Linked DNA regions of Nothobranchius furzeri: region 1 is linked to region 2. A link is a contact called in public Micro-C data. All regions are on one chromosome and are shown on one strand. Each heading gives the region's core, a stretch centred on a gene start, on an enhancer-like site or on the middle of the called end of the contact. The rest is flanking DNA. Distances are from core to core; before and after follow the strand shown.

Region 1 (4,679 bases), core at 407-2,906, 140 kb before region 2:
ACATGGACACAACACGAAACCACCAAAAAGTGAACCAATTTCTTCAAATTCATAAAGAAAATGTTTCAGGAAAAGAGGAAAGCAATAACAGGTGTACATATGATGACATTAGGTCTATTTGTTATCAAATAACAGGCTTTTGTTATGATGAAACACATTCTCAGGTTAGCAGAAGTCATCAGTTAGCTATATTTACAAAACACCTAACAGTATGGGGATCCATAAGCTACTGAACAGAAAGTCCAGAGGCATAGAGAGAGTGACTACTTTAAACAAATGCTGTGTAGTTTTAGAGAACGGCTCTGTGTCCTGTGATCTCTGGGAGGCGGATTTAACAATATACTTTGACATTTTGAGGTCACGTTTCATTTGTTGCAACGAACCACGCCTTCGGCATATTTTTTTCTTTACCAAAGGCAAGTGAAACACATCAGAAAGTCACGTTTAAACGTGAAAATAACTGTTGTAAACAAGAATGTTAATTAAAATGTAGAATGCTGTAAATTTGTTATCTTTTTTCACATTTCCACACATGGAAAGTTTACACGTGACTGTTTTAGTGGAATGAATAAAAGAAATTTAGTCATGGGCCTTGACTTTAGGCTGAGGCCTGACCAAATGTTGAGACATCTTTGTTGTCATCTTAACATCAAATGACTTCCAAAAGCAACGCAATCGAGTTTGTTCATAAATGGGCGAGAAAGCTAGAAGGCGGATGTAACGTAACACATCAACTTACCTTGTACACTTTGCCAAAAGCGCCATCTCCTAGCTCCCCAATTATTTCCCAAATGTCTTCTGGATCGACGTCTCTGTGAACATGTTCATACTGCTTCTTCTTTTTTTCGGGTAACTTAAACATCTTCCAAAAATTGAAGAAAGACATGTTTTCCTTCTGACGTGAAGGACTGTGGACGCAGTCAACGAAATATAGCGGACCCTCCAGACGCGGAACTCGAGCGACTATCAGAATAAAAGCATGCGAGCGCTAAACGAATGCTGACAGGTCGATATCAGCTTTGATAATGTCAATTATAACTTCCCTCGACAGCAGTTATTTACAACCACATCATGGCTAAGCCCGTCACAGACTCAAGCGGTGCTGGAGTCGTGGGGTAGGGGGAGGGAAGCTAGCGTTTCCGTTTCATTCAAACAAGAATCAACTGAACCCGAAAAGAGCTAAAGCATTACAGCTATCATGGCGACATTTATGTCATTTAACGGTACCCGGGTTAAACGGACAGAACACCGACCTCATGCTTCGGTTGGCTAACCGCACAGAAGTTAACGGACTAGCATCAAGTTAGATTCCAAGGAAGTAAGCTTTTCCGCTGGACTTTCAAAATAAGATCAAAACTCACGGATACTTTCAAGCGTAAAATGAAATCGAACTGAAACGTTTTTTGATTTTAAAGCGAACTTAAACTGTATTGGAAATTAGTTTGTAAAAGCACAAATAAGTTTTCCAAGATGTTCTGCATTTTGAGGTTTAAATGTTGGAAACAAAATTCATTTGCTCAAGTATCCACAACGTTCCACCAACGTCATTATAGTCTTTAAATTAAAATGTACTCACTGAGACAGATTTTCTGCATTTTTAACGAAATTTGAAACAGAACAATTTGCTTGCAAAGACAAGTATGTCTGTTTCCGTTCTAATCCGCCCTCATACTGGTTAACTTGATGCACAATGGATCTATTTCCTGGATCTTCTCTGTGTTCTAGGGGTATGATAAGCCGTTGTAGCATATAATGAAACCACACAATCGTTACCGTTACTGTATCAGTCATTCTGTCTGTTAGGAATGTCATTCATACTATTAAAATTTGGAATAAAAGCTAATCATCTTTTATTGTACAGAAAAGAAAAAAGATGCTCCTTAATGGGAAATATGTAATAAAATCTCTGCATGTGAGACTAGGGAAATTTAAAGCTACAGTGTGTAATATTTTTACCAGTTTACTATCAAAATCTGTGTAACCCGTTCACATATTTGTGCTTTTTCATTAGCATTTCTCACCAACGTCAATTCTAAATATTCCTCTCAGCTTGAAAATTTACATTTTAAACATATAAATTGTGGTCGACGCTTCATTGTCATGTGCCATCTTGAAATACAATAGCTATATAGGGATATAAGCTTGTTATGCTTTTGTGCTGAAAGAAACAGTGGAGGGCAGCAGTAATCCATGGAAACATGGGGTCTGCCATTTCAACTAAGAAGAAGACAATTGTTACACTGTTGCTGTACTCATGTGACAGTGTGAGTGTCCTGTCACAGTGTCCCGATAGATCATGCGCCCTGGCTACTTGGCCAAGGGGATGTCCCTTTGGCTGACTGGTTAGAGCGTATGACTCTCACCCGGGAGTCTGGGAATCGAATCCTGCCCGGGCCCTCGTTTATCCACCTTGCCACATTTGGCGTTGTTGGCAGGATCCATGTAGTACTGTCAAGTAGGTCCATGGATGTGAAGTTTGTGGCACCCTGCGCGGGAGCACGAGGACGTGCTTGTGGAAAGAGGGGGGAAGATGTGACAGTGTGAGTGTCCTGTCACAGTGTACCGATAGATCATGCGCCCTGGCTACTTGGCCAAGGGGATGTCCCTTTGGCTGACTGGTTAGAGCGTATGACTCTCACCCGGGAGTCTGGGGATCGAATCCTGCCCGGGCCCTCGTTTATCCACCTTGCCACACTCAGTTAGTTTGAACAACAAACAACAAAATCGAAAGACACATCAAATTTGTCAGGTTGTCATCATGTCCAATACTCGGCAGCCGTATGAGATTCCTGCCTGCTATTAACTCGACACCAGCCTCCAAGTGGTGTCCCTAACTATAAGTCCCCTCAATGTGCTAATTTTTCTTTACTTTGTATTAGAACTCCCAATCTCAATGTATCAGTTCTTCTTCAAGATGCCTCATAAAGTTCCTTCTACTCAAGTCTCTTCCCCTTCCGCAGTCTGCCATCTCTCTCCCAACATGCTCCAGCTCTCCTTTGCTAGCCGATGGCTAACAGGCAGCCATCACCACTGCGCCTCACACCAGCATTCATCCGTTAAGTAGTGGCTAACAGGCAGCCAGTGATGTCTGCTCTGTCTCTACTGTGGCTCACGCCAGCGTTCATCCGTTAGCTGGTGGCTAAGCGGCGGCCAGGGTTGATTACTTCACAGCTGCTCCCAGATCCATGTGACACCAGAACCCTTGGCTGACGCCACCCCTCCTTTGTGTGTGAATTGGTGATAGATTCAAGGCCCGACAGAAATTACATGCTTCCTGCAGGACTGGTAGGTTGATATATATCGTCATAATTCAAAAAAATGTAAACTGCTCAATCGTAGTTATATGCTTTGTTTGGGTTAAGCTAGAGAGATTCGAAATTGATTATACTATCAAACTTGTGCTATAAAGAATGGACTAGAATGGCTACAGTGAAAGCTAGATGTTGTGGACATGTTGCCTTTTTGATGTGTGTGGGCTACCATAGCTGCAATGCTTACTCCAAACAGCATATGGTGCTAAAGACTTGAATGTTTTTTGCCATGATGTCAATGGATTTCACACATGGTCTTTAAAATATCTAAGCTTCATATGAAAACGCATTTACATCAACCCTTTCACATAAAATTGCCAACCCTAAACTTTTTCTAGTCAAAAATAGACTGTAATTATGTCCCGAAATAGTTTCATTCACAAACAACATATTAATAGCGTTGATACTGTTTTGGGCACAAGCTTTCAGTAAAGGAACACAGATTTCTAGAACGATTATCATAAAAACTAAATTCTAAAAGGATGAACTGAACTCTCATTTTTGATATTTAAAAAGGACAATTTAAAATGCATTATTTAAATGCAGTCAGTATGAAACAATGGCAGCAAACCAAGATGTCCCAATATATATACTCTAAAACATGTGATGACATTTTTGCCACCACTCAATACTTGACATCTGAGTTTAGCTTAGTAATAACTCTATTTTTAAACAAAATAAAATTTCCTTTAAGTTGAAAAAAGTAAACATCTGAAAGCAAACATTAAAAAAAATGAGCAGACTTGTAAAGATTTGGTTATCTGAAATGCTGATCAAAACTCGGACAGAAATTATTTTTAAGCTACCTGAAACATTCTTTCTAAATTCAGAACAGCTGAAACGATAACACATATGTCATACTTTTATAGGATAAACTGTCTTGCCCTACACCAGACCCTTTTGTCACCACCACGCATGCGCCAACCCATACCGCAGTCATCGTGAAGAGGAAGTTTTCATTTTTTTTATTTTCATTTATCCGTGTTTATTTAGACAAATAGTTCTGGCAGAATTGCAATTTAATCAGAATAATCTCATGCATTTAAGTTAATTAATATCAAAACAAACATTTATAATTTTTAACTATAAATGTGAAAGTGTAAATAATTTTTGTTAACATAACGCAGCTAAATAATGGCATTTATGCCTGGTGTGATTCTTGGAATGTTCGTGAAAAGTTTTGATTATTTCTTTTAGTTGTTTTTTTTTTTGTCTTGACATTTTAATGATATTGTATGGCCTACTTGAGCTTTCCCCCATTACTTACAAGAACATGTTTTCCCACTTCTTCATGTTTTACAGGTACACTGTTCTATGATTAAATGGGTCTGGATGGCATTTTTGAATCCCTTGTCTTACAACTTTTAC
Region 2 (4,860 bases), core at 770-3,269:
GTTTGGGGTTAGCCATGTCAATAGGAACTCAGCAGAGCAGAAATGGTCTTATCTGATAAAAAGGAGTGAAGAGATCCTTTGTCAGACGAGCTTTGTGACTCGAGCCTGGTCTGGTGCTGTTTTTGTCTTGTAAACCTAGCATGAGGAGAGCTGTACACCTTTGGCCAAAGCATTTGAGAATGAAAACATTAACTGTCCCAAAGTTGGCTCCTTTAAGGGGCACAAGCACAATGAAACATCTAAAAAGTGTGGTTGCACAGTGAGATGAAGACTATTAGAGGATGGTCTGGTGTCAGGAAAGGCAGCAGAGAAGCCCTTCCTCTCCAAGAAAAACATTTTTGACCAATTGATTTTCTGTAAAAGATCCAACTTTCCAGCTGATTTGGAGCATCTGGAGAAAGGATTGTTTGCAGAAGAAAAGGTGAGGTCTCCCATTAGACCTATGTCCTGCCAACAGTAAAGCATCCTGAGATCATTCAAGGGCGTAGCTTCAGCCTGAAGCAGAACACAGTCCCCCCAACCAATAAAGAACAATCTGGGGACGAGCAAGACCTTTTTCAGCTTGACGGAGCACTAAAAGGCAAAAGAAAACACACCTACACAAGTGGCTTTGCAAACGAAGCAATGACATCTCGTGTCCAGTTCTAGGAAACTCTCCAGACATTGAATCCCCTTTAGAGCCTCTGAGCATTTACTTTGGCCCAGAAGTTGTTTGACAACAAGTTTAGATGTTTAGGCCTACATTACCCCTGATATACAAGTTTAATGCAACTCAATAAAATCCTTTGAAACTTAGGGGAAACTTGTTTCTTTTTCAGAAAATCTCTGAAATAGCAACATTTTTATTTAAAAAAAACCCCGAAACACGTCTGTCGTTCTCAGTGTGTTTAAGACAGAAAACAGTAGAGCTGTTGGAGAAAAATGTAGATACAGGCTTATAACTGAACTTATCAGTAACAATTCACCCGAAAATGTGTCTACATGTATGTTTTATCCCTTTTCAGGTAAAGTCTTGTTTCGCCGCAGTCACATCAGAGATGTAGCGGTCAGAAGACTGAAGCACCTGGACAATTACTGCAAAGTAAGGATGGATAATATTTGACAAATTAGTATTTTTTTTATTATTTTTGTGCAGCCCTTTGTGCTGAGACCTCAGAATGTCCTGGATGGAAGGGCCCTTTTTTGCTTGCCAGAGGTTTCCCTTTATAAGTTCAAGGCAGGCCTTGGCGTTTATCTCCCCCCACCAGCCTGAAACAGGAAAGCCAGTCCTCTTTCTGCAGCAGTCACGTCCTGTCAGTGATGTAAATATGCAGCCGCAAAAGGAAACGAGGGATCTGGGGCATGAGAGAATGAGAATGAATCAGCAGTGTGGTGTGGTTATGAAAAAAAAGTGGTTGAAAGGAATGCAGGCAGGTTAGTCACAACCTTTTTGCCATTCACCAGAAGCTAATGTTACCTGGAACCCTTTACCTTTTTAAGTAGGTGTGTTTACTTTTTGAGTGTGTTGTCCCAAGATCACAAGCCTCTCGTCTCTTCACAACTGCACATCTCCTGCTGGTCCTCTGATCAGCAGGAAGGCGCAGCTACATTGAAACAAATGGTTGATATCTGAATGCAACCAGTAGCATTATCTCTCCCTTCTTCCTCACAGGCTCTGATGAAACTCCCCTCCCAAATCTGTCAAAGCGAGGAGGTCCTTAACTTCTTTGAAACAAAATCCGAAGACCTTAACCCTCCCACTGAGTGAGTAACCGAACTAAATTGTCCAAGAGAAAACTCTTCTTAAGCAGAGCTATAAGATATTAAACTCTGCTGTTGTGTGTTTGTGTGCTTCAGCAGCCGGATCATTTCATGTCAATCTTTGATAGCGTTGCTTTGAAGACTGATAGTCTTGTGAGTTACTGTGTTTTTGAAAATAATGGTCTTGTGACATGAGAAGCCAGAGCTAATGAGGAAGGATCAGTGGTGTCATGGAAGTTCAGCGGGTTCAAGTCTCATGGTGGAAAAGGCTGTCAGCTGAGTCATTCATCTTAATCGGTTCAAAGTGAGAGTAGGAGTCATTACGCAACTGGCAGACCCACAGCAGGTTTCAGCAGACATTCTGTGCTTGGTTTGACCTGTGCATGAAGAATTTTTTTTTGCTCAGTAAAATGCAAATTCTTGAAGATATCCATCTGGCTTTTACTTAAGAAAAAAAGACACAACTTTTAACCTCCAATACTCATTCAAGTTAATCCCACTTCCAATTGAGTCTCCTGCAGTGAGACAATCCGGTGCAGCCTAAACGGATAGGCTGAGGTCTAAAGGCCGCACTACCCGTACACTCCCATTCACTTCCACTGGATCTGCACTGTTTCAAAATCACTCCCCTGGAAATCTCATCTTTATGTGCCAAAAGGCCTAGAGGTGAGCTCAGTTTCTAAATAAACAAAACAAACAAACAAAAAAATTGCCGGCATGCCTGCTGATGCACATGACTGATAAGAAATGACAGAAGAGCTTTTCTGACTAGAATGAAACAGTCTTGTTTTATCAGCCCTCATCCAACACTGCCATCTAATGTTCATAACAGGTTTGCAAAGAACTCAGATCACTTGTTTTAACACAATTTCACCACAAGAGGGAGCCTTTCTGCAAGCTTGTAAAAAGGCTGAGGGTTTGTTTCATCTGGAATTTCTACCTTCTTAAGGTGGTGTCTATTATCCATCCATCCGTTTCCTGAACCCGCTTGTCCACGTAGGGTCTGGTGCCTATCTCCAGCGGTCAATGGGGCAATCAGCAATCAGGCGGGGTACACCCTGGACAGAGTGCCAGTCCACCGCAGGGCAACACAGAGACATACAGGACAAACATTTATGCACACACACACACACACACACACACACACACACACACACACACACACACACACACACACACACACACACACACACACACACACACACACACACACACACACACACACACACACACACACACACACACACACACACACACACACACACACACGAGAACAATTTGGACAGAGCAATTAACCTAACAGTAATGTTTTTGGACTGTGGGAGGAAGCCGGAGTACCCGGAGAGAACCCACGCATGCACAGGGAGAACATGCAAACTCCATGCAGAAAGATCTTAGCCCAGGAAGGCAAGAGCTCTAACCACTGCGCCACTGCATAGCCTCGGTGTCTATTATTATTATTATTATTATTATTATTATCCACCCTTCACAATAAATCAAACTTTTAATGCCAAACAAAACTGAAATAAAACAAATTTAGCCAGCAAACAAAATGGGAATAAACATCATAATTAAAGCAACAGTTCCTTGACTTCATCTTTTTATTGATTCAATTATTATTCTATTATCCACTTACTATCTAACCTGAAGCGAAACTTGAATTTTTTCAATGTATCTTGTTTTAAAAATTTAAAAAAATCGACTCTTTTCGTGCAAAATCTGACACCTTACAAGCATTTTATTAACCAGTTTATTTAACCTGATTTTTACAATTGCTTGTCTAACCTCAACTTTATCCAAGGCAAAGTATTTTTCCTCAAGTCTTAACATAAAAACTACATTTCATATTAAATAATATCAAATGCATTGAAACAAACTAATGCACATTAACGACTAATCTATTTTAAACTATGAGTTGCCGTGTAGTTTTTCTGCAGAGCTTTTTCTTTTGCAACCTTTAGTGTAATGCGAGCTCAGTGTTTTAGCACAAGCTAAGTGATTAGTGGTTGGTATTTGGTCAAACAAGCGTTCTTTGACACTGACATCAGTGTCCAATCATGGCCAAGTCTTGCTGCAAATTTGAGAAAGCGTACTCAAGGTTACTGGGTTTGTTTGTGCACACATTACCTTTCACACAAACCTACCGCACATCTTCCATGCACGCGTGGAACCTTTGCTTTATTACAGTGATGATGCTAAGCCTTTGACCTCAGAGCCAGAGGTTAATCCAAGTGTCTCTGTAATGTGGACACAAAGCAGGACGGAGATGGCTGTCCTCCTGGCTGGCTGCAAAAGTGTGAGGAGAACTAGTACTGCACACATTTCTTCACTACCAGGCCCACCTACAGAGAGTTCCAGAGCAAACTCCCATGATTATAAAGGATCCTTTGATTTGAATTTTAAGTGACATACTATTTTCCACCTCTGACTTGGACCTACTTGGTGAAACTAAGACAACTTTTCTTAACTAGATGTTAAACCCCCCCCCACCCCCAAAATGGCCCTAAACATCGGATTTTACTGGTGACAGGAGGGGAGTGTACAGAGCCAGAGCTGTGTGCTCAGTCTCCTCCTGGGAGGAATATAACTCCACCTCTGGGTTTGTGCTGAGGGTCACGAGCAAGCACGGCAGGTCAAGCATTTACTTTATCCTCATTATTTCTCCCCGAGCCTCAGTTTTCATCTCCACCCAGTCAGGCTGGAGCAAAAAACACACAATTCACATTGTATTCTTAACAGCTAAACAGTCAATATCTAATAATGTGAAGAGAAAAGCGTGAGCATCAAGTCTTTCCTTAAATTATAGTATTAAGGCATACTATGCAACTTTTTCAAATATTAAAATCATTTTCTTGAGCTAGTATGTGCTAAAATGACCCTTAATAAAAAGTCACCCTGACCCGACTGCCCCCTGTGGTCAGAATACCGCACATGTAACTTCAGAGTTGGTGGGCCACTACCTGTTAGTCACACTTTAGTCTTGGAGTGTGCTTCCAGCATGTTTTAGATCATGAACAGAGCTGAATTGTTTGATTTAGTGATGAGCCACTGCTGTAGACACTAATGAAGGCTAAGCAGTTATTTCAGCAGTTAGATTAAGGCGTTAAAAAGACGAATGCA

Evidence for each region. Hi-C and Micro-C count contacts between places; a contact is called where the count stands out from the background.
Region 1: a Micro-C map of tail fin shows a contact between it and region 2, with 6 times the contacts expected there. The contact joins the promoter of slka here to the enhancer-like site in region 2. A contact is called at or near these places in 2 of 2 Hi-C or Micro-C datasets (skeletal muscle and tail fin).

Annotation. Positions count from the first base shown.
Region 1 is chr12:33,697,182-33,701,860 of NfurGRZ-RIMD1, reverse strand. It overlaps slka (STE20-like kinase a), which reads right to left and starts at 1,656. Exons shown (of 19, transcript XM_070542016.1): 1 at 1,577-1,656.
Region 2 is chr12:33,559,115-33,563,974 of NfurGRZ-RIMD1, reverse strand. It overlaps LOC107376010 (SH3 and PX domain-containing protein 2A), which reads left to right. Exons shown (of 15, transcript XM_070542551.1): 4 at 1,005-1,081; 5 at 1,652-1,743; 6 at 4,274-4,372. Among protein-coding and RNA genes, the nearest start is that of LOC107376009, 57 kb to the left of the region's middle. Within about 2 kb of position 2,019, at least 2 of the 3 cell types and tissues checked have an H3K27ac peak or open chromatin away from gene starts, as enhancers often do. A contact at or near this core is called in tail fin, where this site is marked.